2 separate regions of the Mus musculus genome follow, and region 1 is linked to region 2. Evidence: chromatin contacts called from public ChIA-PET data. All regions are on one chromosome and are shown on one strand. Each heading gives the region's core, a stretch centred on a gene start, on an enhancer-like site or on the middle of the called end of the contact. The rest is flanking DNA. Distances are from core to core; before and after follow the strand shown. Region 1 overlaps Gm38600 (a long non-coding RNA gene). Region 2 overlaps Spag1 (sperm associated antigen 1).

The links. ChIA-PET counts read pairs in DNA pulled down with a chosen protein or histone mark.
Region 1: a contact with region 2 is called in an RNA polymerase II ChIA-PET map of effector CD8 T cells, with 12 read pairs. The contact joins two enhancer-like sites. A contact is called at or near these places in 1 of 39 promoter capture datasets (hippocampal neurons), 3 of 115 datasets of contacts at active chromatin or transcription factors (effector CD8 T cells, memory CD8 T cells and pancreatic cancer cells) and 2 of 9 other capture datasets (adipose tissue and liver).

The regions. Positions count from the first base shown.
Region 1 is chr15:36,335,488-36,340,028 of GRCm38.p6, reverse strand. The region is part of intron 4 of Gm38600 (a long non-coding RNA gene); the gene reads right to left. Among named protein-coding and RNA genes, the nearest start is that of Gm33826, 6.9 kb to the right of the region's middle. Within about 2 kb of position 2,963, at least 22 of the 459 cell types and tissues checked have an H3K27ac peak or open chromatin away from gene starts, as enhancers often do. A contact at or near this core is called in effector CD8 T cells and memory CD8 T cells, where this site is marked.
Region 2 is chr15:36,211,684-36,216,087 of GRCm38.p6, reverse strand. All of the region lies in intron 13 of Spag1 (sperm associated antigen 1), which reads right to left. Among named protein-coding and RNA genes, the nearest start is that of Gm41293, 2.8 kb to the right of the region's middle. Within about 2 kb of position 1,262, at least 84 of the 459 cell types and tissues checked have an H3K27ac peak or open chromatin away from gene starts, as enhancers often do. A contact at or near this core is called in effector CD8 T cells and memory CD8 T cells, where this site is marked.

The sequences.
Region 1 (4,541 bases), core at 1,714-4,213, 120 kb before region 2:
GGCAGCTTATGGGGGAGACCTGAGGTCTCCAGGTAACAGCACAGGGCTGCCACACTGCAGGTGTGATGGGAGAAGCCGCCTTTGTCTGCAGCACCTCCTAGGTGACAGCAATGCCCTATACCCCAAGCTGTGCCAGGGAACAGACTCAGCCATGAATAAGGGCCACTACTCTAGAACAGAAGCTCTGAGGAGAGGGGAGCTTGTTCTTCAGTAGCTCCACGTTAGTGAGCTGCAAGCCATCAGCACACAATCAGTACCACCGACTAGATGGACAGAAGCATGAACGAGAGAATGACTTCCGGATAGAGGCAGCTGTGGAGTCGGTTACCTTACATAATATTCTACATTATATTAACCATTATAATCCATTATAAAGATGGATCAATGGTTAGGAGTCCTTGCAGAGGACCCATATTTAGTTTCTACGATCCACATGGTGGCTTACAATCATTTATAACTCTAGTTCCAGGGAATCAAACATCTTCATTACTCCAAGGTACCATGTACTCCTGTTGTGCACACACATATGTGCAGGCAAAACACTTGTACACACACCCAAAAAAATTAAATTAAAAATATTTAGGTAGACATAGTGCCACATGTCTTTAATTCCAGCACACAGGAAGCATAGGCAGGCAGATCTCTACAGAGTGAGACCAGGCAGGTCAGGGCTATAGAGGGAGACCTTGTCTCAAAACACAACAAACGAAAGATAAATAAATTAAGTAAATAAATAAAGCCTAAAAAGCAGTTGATATAAGTGAGATACCCCAGTACAGCGAAGAGACAATGGTTTGCTTGCACTTCTAACCCCTGTCCCCCTTTTTAAAGATTTATTTATGCACAGGATTGCTCTGTTTTCATGTATACCAGAGAAGGGAATCGGATTCCATTACGATGGCTGTGAGCCACTGTGTGGGTGCTGGAAATTGAACTCAGGACCTCAGAAATAGTAGCCAGTGTTCTTAACTGCTGAGCCATCTCTCTAACCCCTCCTCCAAACCCTTATTGGTTGTCCACCCTTACTTTATCCATGTGGTAGTAGTGAGCATATGTTTATCCTTATCAGTAAGACTGCAGTTGTGGTACTCTCTGGTGTTCTTAACATTCCAGCTGGAAACTGGCTTCTGTTTAAATACAAAGCTCTGTCATATCACTTAGGTGAATGGACCAACCACAGAGATAGAAACAGAAGACAGAGGCCAGAAAGGGAGAGGGAAGGTACAGAATACCCTTCATATTTGCCTCCCACAAGCCAGAAATCAATGACAGCAGCTCCGGGGATGAGAGTTTGAGGCCAGAACGAGGAGTTGTTTTAAGGAAGAACTGGAGGTATAGCTTAGTGGTAGGGTCCTGCCTACAACACAGAAAGCCCCACATTCTGTCCCCAGGACCCCAAACAAACAACCTAACAAATGAAAGGAGCACACACAGGACACGTTAGCCACCGGTGGAGCACAGTAACTGTTGTCTCAGCAGAGGCTTAGGAAGGTGCTTCAGGCTGTGGTGGGCAGGGTACCCCATGGAGGGAGACCACTGGGACGTCTCTAATGTAGAGGAGCCAGGGACCTTAGCTGCTTCATCAAAAAAAAAACAAGAATAATAAAGGCTGGAAATTGCTCTCTGGGCTGGGGATCTCTGTATTGAACAACATATGGTAATGGAATTTATTCTCCATTTAAGAGAAGCTCAGAGGAAGGGTTACCAAGGTAGGGTCATGAAGACCTGGGCACACCAACCCTCTTAGCAGCATGGGTAGCCTTGGCTACTTGATGCGAAGCACTTGTCTGTAAGGTGATTTTGCTTCAAGGGTAATTAGCTTAGAAACAAGATTCTAGGATGGAAAACTCGATTTGAAAATTCTTTTTTACGAAGGTCCAGAGAATAATTAGCTGCCACTATGATTACAGACTCTTATCCTTCCTCTTTAGATTTGATGATGGAATTCCTTACTGGTCTTCCTTTCCCAGTCAGTGACAGCATCCATGGCTGGGAATATAGATACAAGGTGCTTCATTTCCCAGGTGCCCTTGCCGGATGTGGCCATTTTGTTAAGCTCTGAGATGAGTATGCTGTGAACCCTGGTTCAATTCTCTGCCCTCTCATTTCTTTCTTGCTCCCCCATCTTGCTTTCTGGTACAGACATTGACTGCCCAGGCAGAGCCCAGAGCTCTTGGGCCTTGAGGATTCTGTAGAACAAGTAGCTGGCTCCAGACTTCCTAACTGAACCTTCACAGGAGACAGAAATAATTCTGTTTGCTTAAGTCTGGAAGCTTTCTCCTACTTGATGTAAAAACCAATCCACAGCAGTAGAACACACTTCTGTTCCATTTGCTTTCATATGCCCAGTTACGATACTGCCTAAGTTCTCTCTCATCCATCTTCTCCACCCTGCACGCCGTGAGAGTCCTTCTCCTCTTCTGCAAGCCAAAGCAAACCTCTGTACCCTGGTGCTGCTTTGAGTCTGCTCTAGCAGAGCTCTTGTATTAAGATAATTCACACTGTAAGGTATAAAAAAGGCACAGACGTGAGCTGGAGGGATGACTTAGCTCTGATAACCGGATCATGATCTCCAGGACCACAGGTGAAAAGAAGGAACTGACTCCTGCCAGCTGTCCTTTGACCTCCACACACACGTCATGCCACATGCTCCAAAATATATAAGTGCAGACTGGGGACTCCATGATAGAACATCTTTTAAAAAGGAGACCAAAAGAGCCGTGCATATGTTTCCTACCGCTTAGTGTGTAGAGTTCTTCGCCAGCTGAGGACTATGCTAACTAGAAGGCTAAAAGCTAGGTATGGTGCACCCCCTCCAATCCAGCACTCAGGAGACTGAAGGAAGAGACTCATGCTATTCTGGACTATAGTGAATTCAAGGCACAGGAAAGCTTCATGAGAGCCAGTTTCATGGGGGGCGGGGAGGAGAGGGAGGGGGCGAGGGAGAGGAAGTGGGGGGGGTGGAGAATGCCACAACAGATGCTGGTTTTCATCTGCCAAAGCAAACCTACTTTCCTCATGAAGTTACCTAGTCTCAGATGTCTCAGTCCAGTGATGAAAACAGATTAAATCCTCTAGTGTGGAGAATCTGAGATTTCCCTCCACTCTCCTGTCTCAGCTCTCTCACCAAGCCCTCCATGCTTGTCTTAGATGGACTCTCCTCTTGAAATGCTGCTAATCCCTACACCTGACTGTCAGCTCTCCATGTCTTTCTAGATCCACATCAAACATTCCTTTTTCTAGTTAAGATGGGCTGTAACCCCATGTCCAGCCATGTCCGTAGACTCTGTCTCTCAGGGGGAGTTCGACCTGTTGGGGTCTCTCCACTCACTACTCTGCCTCCATCTACTCCTGTCACACAGGAAGTTTTGGGTTACTTTGCCTTTATCTCGTCTCCCTTGATACCAGGACTATGAGTGCATTTTGTTTCCTCTCTCTTCCTCATCCCACATCTGACCTCTTATCCTTCTTAGCTCCATGTCACACTCACAGAATCATTCCAAGCTCCTCTTGAGTAATACATGAAGCTCAGGTGCCTCTTTCTCACACTGTTAACATTGTCTTTTACTAAATCTGTTTTTCCTTTTCACCCATAAGGCCTATGACTGTTCAAAGTGAAACTAATATAGATTCAGATCTGCTTATTCTCTGCTCTTATTTGTTTGTTGTCTGTTTGTTTATCTTGATGTTGAAAGTTAAATCCAGGGCACTGTACAATTTAGAGTAGCTCTATCACCGTTCCCACATTGGGTCATCTCATTTTCTGTCTGACTTTTTGTTTGGGATTAGTTGATTGTTTGTTTGTTTGTTTTGCTTTGAGACAGGGTCTTAGGAAGCAAACGCTGGCCTTGAACTGTTAATCCTTCTGCCTCCACCTCCCTCCCATGTGTTGGGATTACAGCATGTGCCACCATGTCCCTGTCTGGCTCCTTTTCCAATTTTAAACTTTTAAATTATCCCCAGGAAACATGGACTTGGGAAGTGGTACCCTGACAACATTTCCTGCAGATCTTCCCACGATCTCTACCCACTGGGAGGATTTATGTTCTAAAGACCAAATTGTCTCCTGATAACAGCTCTTCCCACCTCCTCCCTCTAGCATCCCTTCTTGATGGTGCCTGGGCTAGTTCAGTCTTATCCAGTGGTGAACATCCCAGATGCATAGATGCCAATTACTTAAAGGTGGGTTCATAACTGACAGGGATTTTCCTTAGATTGCATTCTTCCATCCTCAGCCAGCTGAGAGTCCTTTGCTTTATGTTTTTTGTCACTGGGGAGTGAAGTTCTCTTGTCTGGGTCTGTAGCTTGGCTGGCAGTTAGGCCAGACTACATTTGACTTTGAGATCAAAGTAGCAATCCTCCCCTAGTGTTATAAACAAGTCTACTTGTGTTAGTTTCCCACCATTTGTGTGAGGTACACTAATCACATTTCTGGTATTGTGATGAATGTCTGTGACAGATCAACTTATGAAGAGTAGCCATTTATTTGGGTACACAGTTTGGAAGGCTTCTGCCAATTGATTCCAGTCGTTTGTAAACTA
Region 2 (4,404 bases), core at 13-2,512:
GGACCCCTATGCATCACACCTGATATTTCACCCTGGGGTCCTGGCAATCTATCAGAAAGACAAACCCAAAGTTAAACAGCTATCATATTGTCCTTGAACCCACCGACTAGAAAGCATTCTACTGTCTTCGGGCCACAATGAGGTGTGAGTTTAGAAATAAAAGTCTCACAGCTAAGGAAATGGACCTGAGGCTCCCTGCACCACATAAAAGCAAGCACACATATCTGCCTGCTATGCCGAGCTTAAGAGGTGGAGACAGATTTGCTGGGGCTCACTGGCCAGTCTGAGGGGGTCCTTAAGCTGGCAGTTCCGAGGTCAGTGAATGTCTTAGTCTTAAACAATAAAATGGGGAGTGGCTGTGGAAGATGCTGAGCGCTGGCCTACACACACAGACACACACACATAACACACACAGAGACACAGACACACACGCAACACACACATACACAACACACGCACAGAGACACAGACACACACATAACACACACACATTCTTTTTTTTTTTAAAGATTTATTTATTGTTATATGTAAGTACACTGTAGCTGTCTTTAGACACACCAAAAGAGGGCATCAGATCTCATTGTGGGTGGTTGTGAGCCATCACGTGGTTGCTGGGATTTGAACTCAGGACCTTTGGAAGAGCAGTCAGTGCTCTTATCCACTGAGCCATCTCTCCAGCCCACACACATACACACACATTCTTAATCGTATCCATATATTTAACAAGGTGCCTTACTACTAAACCACAAGAACTTGCATGGTTTTTTTTATCAACTTTCTAACACTATCTATGGTTCATTTCTATTGATTATAAAAAGGGTATCAGCAACAAACCAGAAGAGAACCTGGGACTAAGCATACAACTGTTTATGAGTCATGAGTTTTCATCTTGCACTTTCAGTATCACTACATATAAATTTTATCTGCGAGGCCAGAGAGTGTGGAGGTGTTCCCCGCCACACCTGCATCACCTCCATCCCAGGCTGCTTTCATTGCTCAAGATACCACAGGGCCAATCAAGATGGCCCAAGCTTGGAATCTAAATTGACAAAATGGGACACAAAACTCTTAGTACTTCCTAACATAGGAAATGAAGGGTTAGGGTTTTCATTCTTTGACTACATCTTGAAAATGAGTGTGAGCCTGCGAATGGAAATGCCATTGAAGAAAACAGTCTCCAACCACAACCACAGACAGGTGTTGGGCATCAAAGAGCTCACCAGGAAGCCGGCTGTGACCCTCAGGCGTTTCCTGTGGGCAAGTCTGTCAGAAGTTGGCAAAAACACACAGAGGCGGAGAATGACTAGGCAACTTTAGCCTCTCTAGATACTCTAAATAGGAAGCTGTCCGTACGTGTGTGTGTGTGTGTGTGTGTGTGTGTGTGTGTGTCCGTACGTGTGTGTGTCCGTACGCGTGTGTGTGTCCGTACGTGTGTGTGTGTGTGTGTGTGTGTGTGTGTGTGTGTGTGTGTCCGTACGTGTGTGTCCGTACGTGTGTGTGTGTGTGTCCGTACGTGTGTGTCCGTACGTGTGTGTGTGTGTGTGTGTGTCCGTACGTGTGTGTGTGTGTGTGTGTCCGTACGTGTGTGTGTGTGTGTGTGTGTGTCCGTACGTGTGTGTGTCCGTACGTGTGTGTCCGTACGTGTGTGTGTGTGTGTGTCCGTACGTGTGTGTGCGTGCACTTGTGAGCGCCCATGTTTCCAACAACTTCAAGAGTTCTTCTGACAACAGAAGTATGATGTGGTTTGGGGTGTTTCTTGTTGTTATTTGTTTGTTTTCTTTTGGCTGATAAACAATTATGCAAAAATCTCCACTTTTTAAAACATTGTTTCTCCCAGTTTTGCTTAGGCATGATAGCTTCTTTATCTCACATGGAGCCTGCAAACTAAAATGTGGAGAAGCTGAGGAACGAGGGGCCCAGAGCCTCATGCATACCCCCAAACTTCCCAAGAGTGATTGCGCAAACAACCTCTGGAAAACACTGCCTCTCCAGAGATACAAAAAAGTTTATCTTCAGACTGGAGAGTCAGTCAGCGGCTAAACCCACTGCTGTTCTTGTAGAGGACCAGAGTTCTTAGCACCCACATAGGAAGGCTTCACAACCGCCTGTTACCCCAGCTCCAGGGGGTCTGATACCTTCTTCTGGCCTCCTTAGGTACTAGACATCCATACACAGACACACACATACACAAACACATTGTTTTCAGATCTTGGACTGGAGAGATGGCTTAGCTGTTAGGACCTGGGCCTGATTCCAGCACCCACGGAAGGCAACTCACAACCACCCATAACCCCAGATCTTCAGGCATTCACATGTGCTACACATGCACACACATGTGACACACACATGCATACTCATGCACAAACATGTGGCACACACATACACACACATGGTTTAAGTTCCTTAAAAAATTAAATACTATAAACAATATCTTCACAGGTAAAAAGGTTTCCCTAGTTTAAAATGTCTGGTTTGGTTTTTCTGAGTCAGAATTTAATGGAGCCCATGCTGGCCTCAAACTCTGAAGCTTAGGATAACCTTCAGCTCCTAATCCCACTGCCTCCATCTCCAAATTGCTGGGATTACAAGTGTGAGACATGACTCCTGGCTTCCCTTCCAAAGTTTGATTTATAATCCCAATTATCTGTTAAAAAGAGCTATGGAACTCCTCAGAATGCAAAGATTATTTCTGAAAACTAAATAAGAAGGCTCTTTGAAAATGCATGCAGTCTTTGGAGCTAGAAGTGAAGGTTACACATTTTACTAATAAACTATTCCTTGTTCATGTAGATTCAAATATATCCATAGTTGAGCATGCTCCTGAAGGCACCTCATGTCTTCTTTCCCATTAAACCTGGAGAGGACAGGGACTCCACTGGAAGACCAGCAGACTCAACTAACCTGAACCGTTGAGGGTTCCCAGAGACTGAACCACCAACCCAAGAACATACAAGGGCTAGAACTAGCCACCCCCCCCCCACACACACACACACAGAGATGTGCAGCCTGGTCTTCATACAGGTTCCCCAACAACTGGAGAGGGGACCATCCCTAAGTCTGTTGCCTGCCTGTGGAGCCTGCTCCCCTAACTGGGCTGGCTTATCTGGCTTCAGTGGGAAAAGATTACATAGTCCTGTGGTGACTTGAGGCACCAGAGTGGGTTGATACCCAGGGGGGACCTCCCCCTTCTCAGAGAAGGGGGTAGGGGGAGAGGGGAGGAGGCTGTGTGAGGAGGACTTGGAGGAGGGATGATGTAAATTAAATGAATGAATGAACAAAATAAATAAATAAATGAAAAAAATCTGAGAATACAAGCATCCTACTAGATACCATCTCCAGCTTGTCCTGCTGTGACGCTCACCAGGTATCACAGAAAACAGCTAAGTAGGTCAGCCTCCACAGAGGTCAGCCTTGACTAGCAGAGCCACATTCCTGGGCTAAGAACACAGGTCTGAGGTCACGCTCCTAAGCTAAGGCCCTCCTCCCTTCCCAGCAGGCCCTCTGCTCTCCTCCAGGACCATCTTCCTCCTCCAGCCCCAGGGCGCAGGCCTGGAGTCCCATGTGGGTTTCCTCTGAGGAAGGACATTAGAAAGAAGTGCTTAGGTGAGAGGATGCTCACTGCCAGTCACAGCACACCTGCCCCACACTCAGCGGCCCTCTGAGCCACAGCAATGGCAAACATTGACAGGTTCTGTGGGGAATGAGCTAAGATTCGGGCCATCTGATTGTGTTCACAGTAGTATACTTATGCCACGACAGACTGCAAGCTGCCCACCTGATGTCCATTAACTCACAAACTCCTAAAAACAAAGCAGTTAGCCAATGGGAACCAGCATGACTGTGGATGGAGACAGGCCAAACCAAAAGATAAACGCTAGTCTATTAAACTCCAATCTATACTGGCAAAACCAAAACCACCATGCAATGTAAAGCCTTTTCAGACACTGGAAGCACCGACACCATCAAGCTTAATCCACATCAACAAGCTGACCAAGTCAATGAAGGAAACTGTTTGCCTTATAAACAGGCCTCACAGATTTATTGTCCAGACTTCTGAGAGTGAAAGGCGTGGCGCACTCTAACTATATAAAACAGCAGGAGGAAACCAGGCCTGTGTCAGTCAGTCTAGAACATCACTTCTTATTGTTTTCAGATGTGCTAACTAGTGACTTCTTGCCATAAGGTTTATCACTTAATGGTAAAAGAAAACAAAACGTTTGATTGGTGTGCCTATATTCATCCAGCCTTGCAGGTTACTGAGTACCGTCTAGAGTGAGATGCCGCAGAGGGCCCAGACACTAAATCCACTACACCGAATGGGCTGGGAGTCTACAGGTGCAACAGGACCAGGACCAGTGTTAGAGCCTTTGATGCCCAGGGCACCAGGAGAAACCTACCACGTAG